2 separate regions of the Triticum aestivum genome follow, and region 2 is linked to region 1. Evidence: chromatin contacts called from public Hi-C data. All regions are on one chromosome and are shown on one strand. Each heading gives the region's core, a stretch centred on a gene start, on an enhancer-like site or on the middle of the called end of the contact. The rest is flanking DNA. Distances are from core to core; before and after follow the strand shown. Region 1 has its middle 85 kb from the start of LOC123190024. Region 2 has its middle 34 kb from the start of LOC123190025.

Evidence for each region. A called contact is a pair of places that touch in the nucleus more often than the background predicts.
Region 2: a contact with region 1 is called in a Hi-C map of leaf, with 4 times the contacts expected there. The contact joins two enhancer-like sites. A contact is called at or near these places in 2 of 5 Hi-C or Micro-C datasets (both in leaf) and 1 of 1 datasets of contacts at active chromatin or transcription factors (leaf).

What each region holds. Positions count from the first base shown.
Region 1 is chr2A:656,504,798-656,507,809 of IWGSC CS RefSeq v2.1, reverse strand. No RefSeq gene overlaps it. Among protein-coding and RNA genes, the nearest start is that of LOC123190024, 85 kb to the right of the region's middle. Within about 2 kb of position 1,564, at least 4 of the 8 cell types and tissues checked have an H3K27ac peak or open chromatin away from gene starts, as enhancers often do. A contact at or near this core is called in leaf, where this site is marked.
Region 2 is chr2A:656,676,047-656,679,058 of IWGSC CS RefSeq v2.1, reverse strand. No RefSeq gene overlaps it. Among protein-coding and RNA genes, the nearest start is that of LOC123190025, 34 kb to the right of the region's middle. Within about 2 kb of position 1,563, at least 2 of the 8 cell types and tissues checked have an H3K27ac peak or open chromatin away from gene starts, as enhancers often do. A contact at or near this core is called in leaf, where this site is marked.

The DNA.
Region 1 (3,012 bases), core at 315-2,814:
TTGCTTTCTTGTTGATTGATCTCCGTTTGACCGCATCCTTTTGAAACACGATTTGCTTTTGTGGTAGTGTTATTTTCCTCTTCGGCCTTACTCGATTCTATTGCAAGTGTTTGTTCCTTTCTAGAGGGCTCTTCTACCACTTTTTCGTTGGAATCCAATCTCTTTCTCTCCCCTGCTCCTTGGTCCTCACACTCCTTTAACGCGAAAGGGCTTGTCACTTCTTTTCCTTCACTCCTTCCTGCTCCTTCCTCGTCATCTCCACTTGGTACATTCCTTCGCCACGACGGCCCATCACTACCTTGTCCGCTCCCCTTATTTCCTGCACTATTGCTTGATCAAAATTTCCCTTTATCATTCGAACCCCTACTTCTTTCTTCACTCGAGCTCCCCTTGTAAATATTTGCACGCAACCATGGCCCGAACTGTCTGGACCCTGTTCTTCTAGATCTAGTTGGGCGTGATTTTTTAGTATGTCCAATAATTCCACAGCTGTAGCAGAAGTCAGGAAGATACTCGTATGTGAAGGAGACAATTTTTTCCTCCATTTCTCTCTTCTTTCTCCTTAGTTCTATCTCCTCATCATCTCCCACAGGTATCATTACATTTTCCTGCTCTTGTTCTTCCTCATCGTCAATAAAAGATGTTACAAACCTCATAATTGGCATGGTGATATCTATTCTCACTTTGATCCGCATAAATGCTCCCATAGAATCACCACTAATTTCTGGGTCTACATCAATGACTTTCCCAATTTGTTCTCCTATCAAATCTCTTGTTTCTTTGCTCATCATCCCCATTGGGACGCCATACGCTCTTACCCATATTGGTATTGTCCTGAATTCATATTCATCTATTGTTTTACTAGGCACGAAATCTTCCATCACCAACAGGTCGTTGTTAAATCTCCATGGTCCAGCATCTAGTGCTTTTTCCTTGTCAGCTCTTTGTTGGAAAATAAACAAAAATCGATTTCTGCCCAGGTCTTTGCATTCCACTCCAAATAATGGACTCCAGACTACCCCTAAGGTTCTTCCCACATGTTCTGCCCTAGCAGGTCTCTCTGAAATTAGTTTACCTACTGCCTGTAGCTTGCTCACCTATGAGGAACATGCATGTTTCCTGCCAATCTTGATCCCCTTCTTCTCCGCTTCGGATAGCTGCAGATTCTTGAGCTTGCCCTTCACTCCTCCAAGGTATACTGCCTTCAGGTCCCCCATTGCAGCTGGGAGCAGCTGGGTTCACCACTCCCGAGCAGTCCCCTCTACGCCCCCAAATCTGCCGCCGTCGCCACACACACCAGATCTTGCTCCTGAAATCCTTTCTGTTCCTCACTCACTTATTCCAACTCAGATCTGTTCACTCTCACAATCGCTAGAATAGGACTGGAATTAGACTCTAGATGGGAGGAAAAGGAATTAGGATTGTTGTGTGTTTGTTTTGTGGAAGATTGGATGGGGATTGAACGGCAAAAGTTGCCGACGAGGTCGCGTACAAAGACGCCAAGAAGTCGCCAGAACCAGCGAGACAGCCGTCACGTGTATTCACAAGAAAGCCGAATTGTGCAGACCGTTCATAACAGCACGTCTTCAGACATTGGAAAACTGCACCCCGCGCTAGGCTGGCGCGAGCCCATCTCAGCTCGCACTCAAAGCCTCAAGAAATCTCATTAACTTGCTTTTGCAGCCCAATTTTATTCACAGGAAAGCCTCAAGAAAGTGATGGGCTCATTGCCTAGGTTCTCTGCGACTGCGGGAACTAAGTTACTCAAAAATAAAAAAAATATAGCAAGATGCATGCTCCCCTCCCCTAGAGCCTCATGTACGTATTGAGCCCGTCCATTTTTTCTTTTAGTTCGCTCGCTCCTAGCTCGGATTTTGACCGAAGACGCTTGTTAGCTGTATTATATTTCATTTGTTTTCTGTGGTTTTTTTTTTCTTTTGCTCTTCTTCGAAATTTCTTAGTTTCTTTCTCGATTGCACTGTTTCTACTTATTGTATTTGTATTTTATTTTTTTCTCGGGTTTCTTTGTTTCTTTCTTGGTTTTTATTTGTTTTCTTCATTTTATCTGGTTTTTGTTTGATTCCCGGTTTTCTTCTTCTCTTTTTTCATTTTCCTTTTTTGCACTGGGTTTTCTCCCGTTTAGTTTTTCTTCTTTTTTCTCATTGGTCTTCTTTGTTTCTTTATTTGGTTTTCTTAGTTGTTTTTATTTTTTAACACATGTCTGCATTTTTGTTCCACATTGTACATTTTTCGTATATGGAAAAAATACTTTTTAATACAAATTCAATATTTTTTAAAAACATGATTAATATTTTTTAAATATATGTTTTAATGTCTATTGTTTTCATACATATTTTATTTTTTTGGTATAAATGTAAAATATTTTTTATACAGGTTTAACATTTTTCATACACATGACTATTTTTTTCTTTCAAATATATGTTTTGGTGTCAACTTTTTTCATACACATCATACATTTTCCTTATTGGTAAGGAGATCATTTAAACAAGATCAATCATGAATATATTTCCATAATTTTTTGAATACGAATTTTGAAACTTGATGAAACTATAGAATATAAAACCCATCAAACTACAACATTTACCTGAAACAAGTTTCGCAGACTATCATAGGGTTCCACACCATGTTTCATGGAGTTTCACCATCTCTCGCCTGGTCTGATCATGTTTCAAATATCAAAATTTTAAAATTATCAAAATATATTCAAGAGTGATTTTGTTTAGAAGTCATTGTCACCAGCAATATAAATACACAGACAAAAGTTAAATCGGGCTTTCGGTTCATAAGATAAAATGTTTCCAGACTTTGAAATCACAAGAAAAAGCATGGGTGTGTGGTGGGTTTCATGTCAGATGGTAGGTGCATGGACCATTTGATTAAGTGATATGACATGACTAAATGGGTGAAATACAGCTAGAAGAAGAGTGCATGCATCCGAATCTCCATCTATATCCGACGGTTGACCCATGCATGGGACCTCCCATGCATGGG
Region 2 (3,012 bases), core at 314-2,813, 170 kb before region 1:
CAAAGTGAGCTTCTTTCTATCAAAAGGAGATCCTTTACCGAACTAGTAGTACTTTGGATATGTTCGGTTATTCGGCAAGTGCGGTGTGCCACTTCCGCTCTGAACACTGCAAGTGTTAATCTATTGACAGATAACTAGATAAGCACTTTACCTCTGTCCATCCTGGCACAGTTCCTTCACTTCAAACAGATTCTTCAAGGACGGTTGACACATGACAGCACGTAGCAAAGTACACCACATAATACGGAGCAGTGTGCATTGACAAGAGCACTGACAAAGATGCATGTATATCGGCCATAGCACTAAGCCACTCACCACAACCAACAGAACCTCCATCGGAGATTCGGAGGGCACCCCCCTGGACCGGAACCGGTGCGAGCTCCAATCATTTTGAAACTGCTAAACTATTGAGACGCATAGCCAACAGTCAACACACCACCTCCTATCATCTCCATGCATATGCATGAGCGCTCCTTTTCCTTGCTTTATTATCGTCTTCCGTTCCGAGATTCTGATTCCGCGCTCGTTGCTCCCTCGCCCTCATGGCTGCTCTGCCCAGTTCTGTCCTAGGACGAGTGAAGCCCTAGATAATGTGATCCCTCAGACGACGTTGTTTTACTAGCTTATCCCAGCTGATTGATATGCTAAACAAAGCAATCTGAGCTAAGAAAAAGCTTACCCATGAGACCCCACATACATTACAGACTTAGTACAGTAGTGGCTACAGTACCTAATACTAGCAGTACAGCGTAGCCATATGAAACCTTATCTTTGCGGGTTATCTATCTAACTTTCTGTATTTTTGGTCGTCGAGCTTGACATTCCCCAGCCGAGCGAACGTGCACCTTGAAGAGGGACGAGGAATCCGGGAGAAGAAAACGATATCTCCCCGCCTCTTCTCCCGCGCTGCACCCGTCGCCGGTTGACGAGGCGTGCCTCATGCAGTTAACGGAACCCGGATGCAATCAGGCCTTAAATTATGGGCCTAAATAGTACAGTAATGCAAGGTAGCAACCTGCTGCTGTGCTGCAGCCTGATTTTGACAGCAGTACAAGTCCTCGTGCGACCGTGCGTGCGTGCGTACATGTAGGAACGGAAGAAAATCAAACCCAGCATCTCTGCATCTGGAAGGACCAAATCAGGGGGAGAGCGAGAGCAGATGACCGAGACTGAAGAGCGGGAAGATTTTACGTGTCTCGGGCCGAAACGGATGGCAACACGACATGGTACGGTCAGACATGCATTGCCAACCTTGTGCTTGGACTAGGTCATAACTCATACGTACGTACGTACCGGGGAATCACCTGGCTGGATCGTATTAGTAGTAAGTTTCCCCAGGTTGTTCCATCATTTTCCTCAAGGTTGGGTCGAAACCGGAAAAGACCGGTGCCGACGAGCGACGGCGCTGAATGTTTCCTCGGAAGCAACCAATTCAGCGGTCCAGCTTGGGCGCCCCGAGTGCGACCGCCGCCGCGTCGTCGGCGGCCGTCTAATGACCACCCCGACGCACCAACCAACCAACCGCTCGCTGTCACGACTTTCCACCGGTGCAGGTGCAACGCGGCCCGCCCCATCGCCACCCGCTTCCACAACTGGCCAGCAGCGACGCACGGGGACGGGACGGATGGATCCACCGTCACCCGACTGGATTTTCCCCCGGATCGCCCCGTGCTCCCCGCCACCAGACACGGCCGTCACGAGCCCCTCGCCCGCCGCTGCCCCCGGCCGGTGCAGAAAAGGCGAAACCAGCTCACGGGTCACGAGGGCCGGCCGTCGCCCTCAGCCATATCTCCCGGCGACGTGCGTGGTTTCTCTTCCCCCCGGCCTAGCCTAGCTCGGCTGGCCGCTGTTCAAAGCGCGGCGGTGTTGCGGCCGCGGCAAGATAGACACGTTCGTTCTTTTCGCGGCGGGTTTGCCGTGGCGGAATTGAATTGACCACACTAGTTTACAGTTCGTGTTTTAGGCATCAGTCCATCCATCTTAATCTGCACGGGTCATCGACTCGGCCGCTTTTCGCTCCTTCCGCTGCCGCACGAAAATGGCGTGCGTGCGTCGCGGTGGTGTCGTAGTCTCCGGATGCGTCCCGGAAGCTGAAACCGGTCGTCGGAAGCGACGGATCCTACTGGCCACGAACGCCACCGAACCACCGAGGACGAGGGTCTCATAACTCCACTAGGAAGCTGTTTGTTTCTTCGAGTGTTCTCCCGTTGAAACCAAGTCGCCAATGCCATGCATGCATGCGATGCGATGCGATTAGTATTCAGCTGCCGCCGCCGGCCGGCCGTGCGCCGGGCCGATCGAAGATGCATGCACGGCCAGGTGCGATCTATCGGCGTCGCTGTACGAGTCGGTGGATACTGGGTCCCGTGAGTTTGACAGGATTTGCGCGGCCGGTCGCCGGTCCGGCCGCCGTACTTGCACCGCTGACTCGTTTTATCTCTATATATAATCCAACCCACGCAACGCGAGTACGTACGAGCGAAACAATGGAAATCGCAAGGGAAGGACGTGGCCTGACGGCACAAGATAGGGGCCGTGCGTACGTGCCGACGTGGTGCGTGCCATCATGCAAGTAAAAATACTCCTAGATTGCCTTGGAAGAACAACAAAATATCGAATCTATCACAGGTCGTGCAGCTGTTAACAACGTCGAGTAGCCTTGGAGACGCGTACATGCATACAGCTACGCGACGATGGTAACGTACGGGAGAGGCAGGTTTTTCTAGTATTTGTTTTCCCCTTGATGTGATCCGGACGAGATGTCGACCTGCTCGATTGGCTCCATCGCCCATGGGTGAAGATATGCATGCATGGACGCCGCAACTCGAAGGTGGCGGCGGTGAACTAGAAGAAGCAAAAGGCTAATTTCGTTAAGAGAGAGATAAACACCAAGTGTGAAACGCGGTGATTCGTCTGTGTCCTCTAGTATCTTACGATCGATAATCTTCAAACTGTATATATATTATTATCATGAGAGAAGGTCCATAGGCTGGCCAAGACGTGATAGAGGAC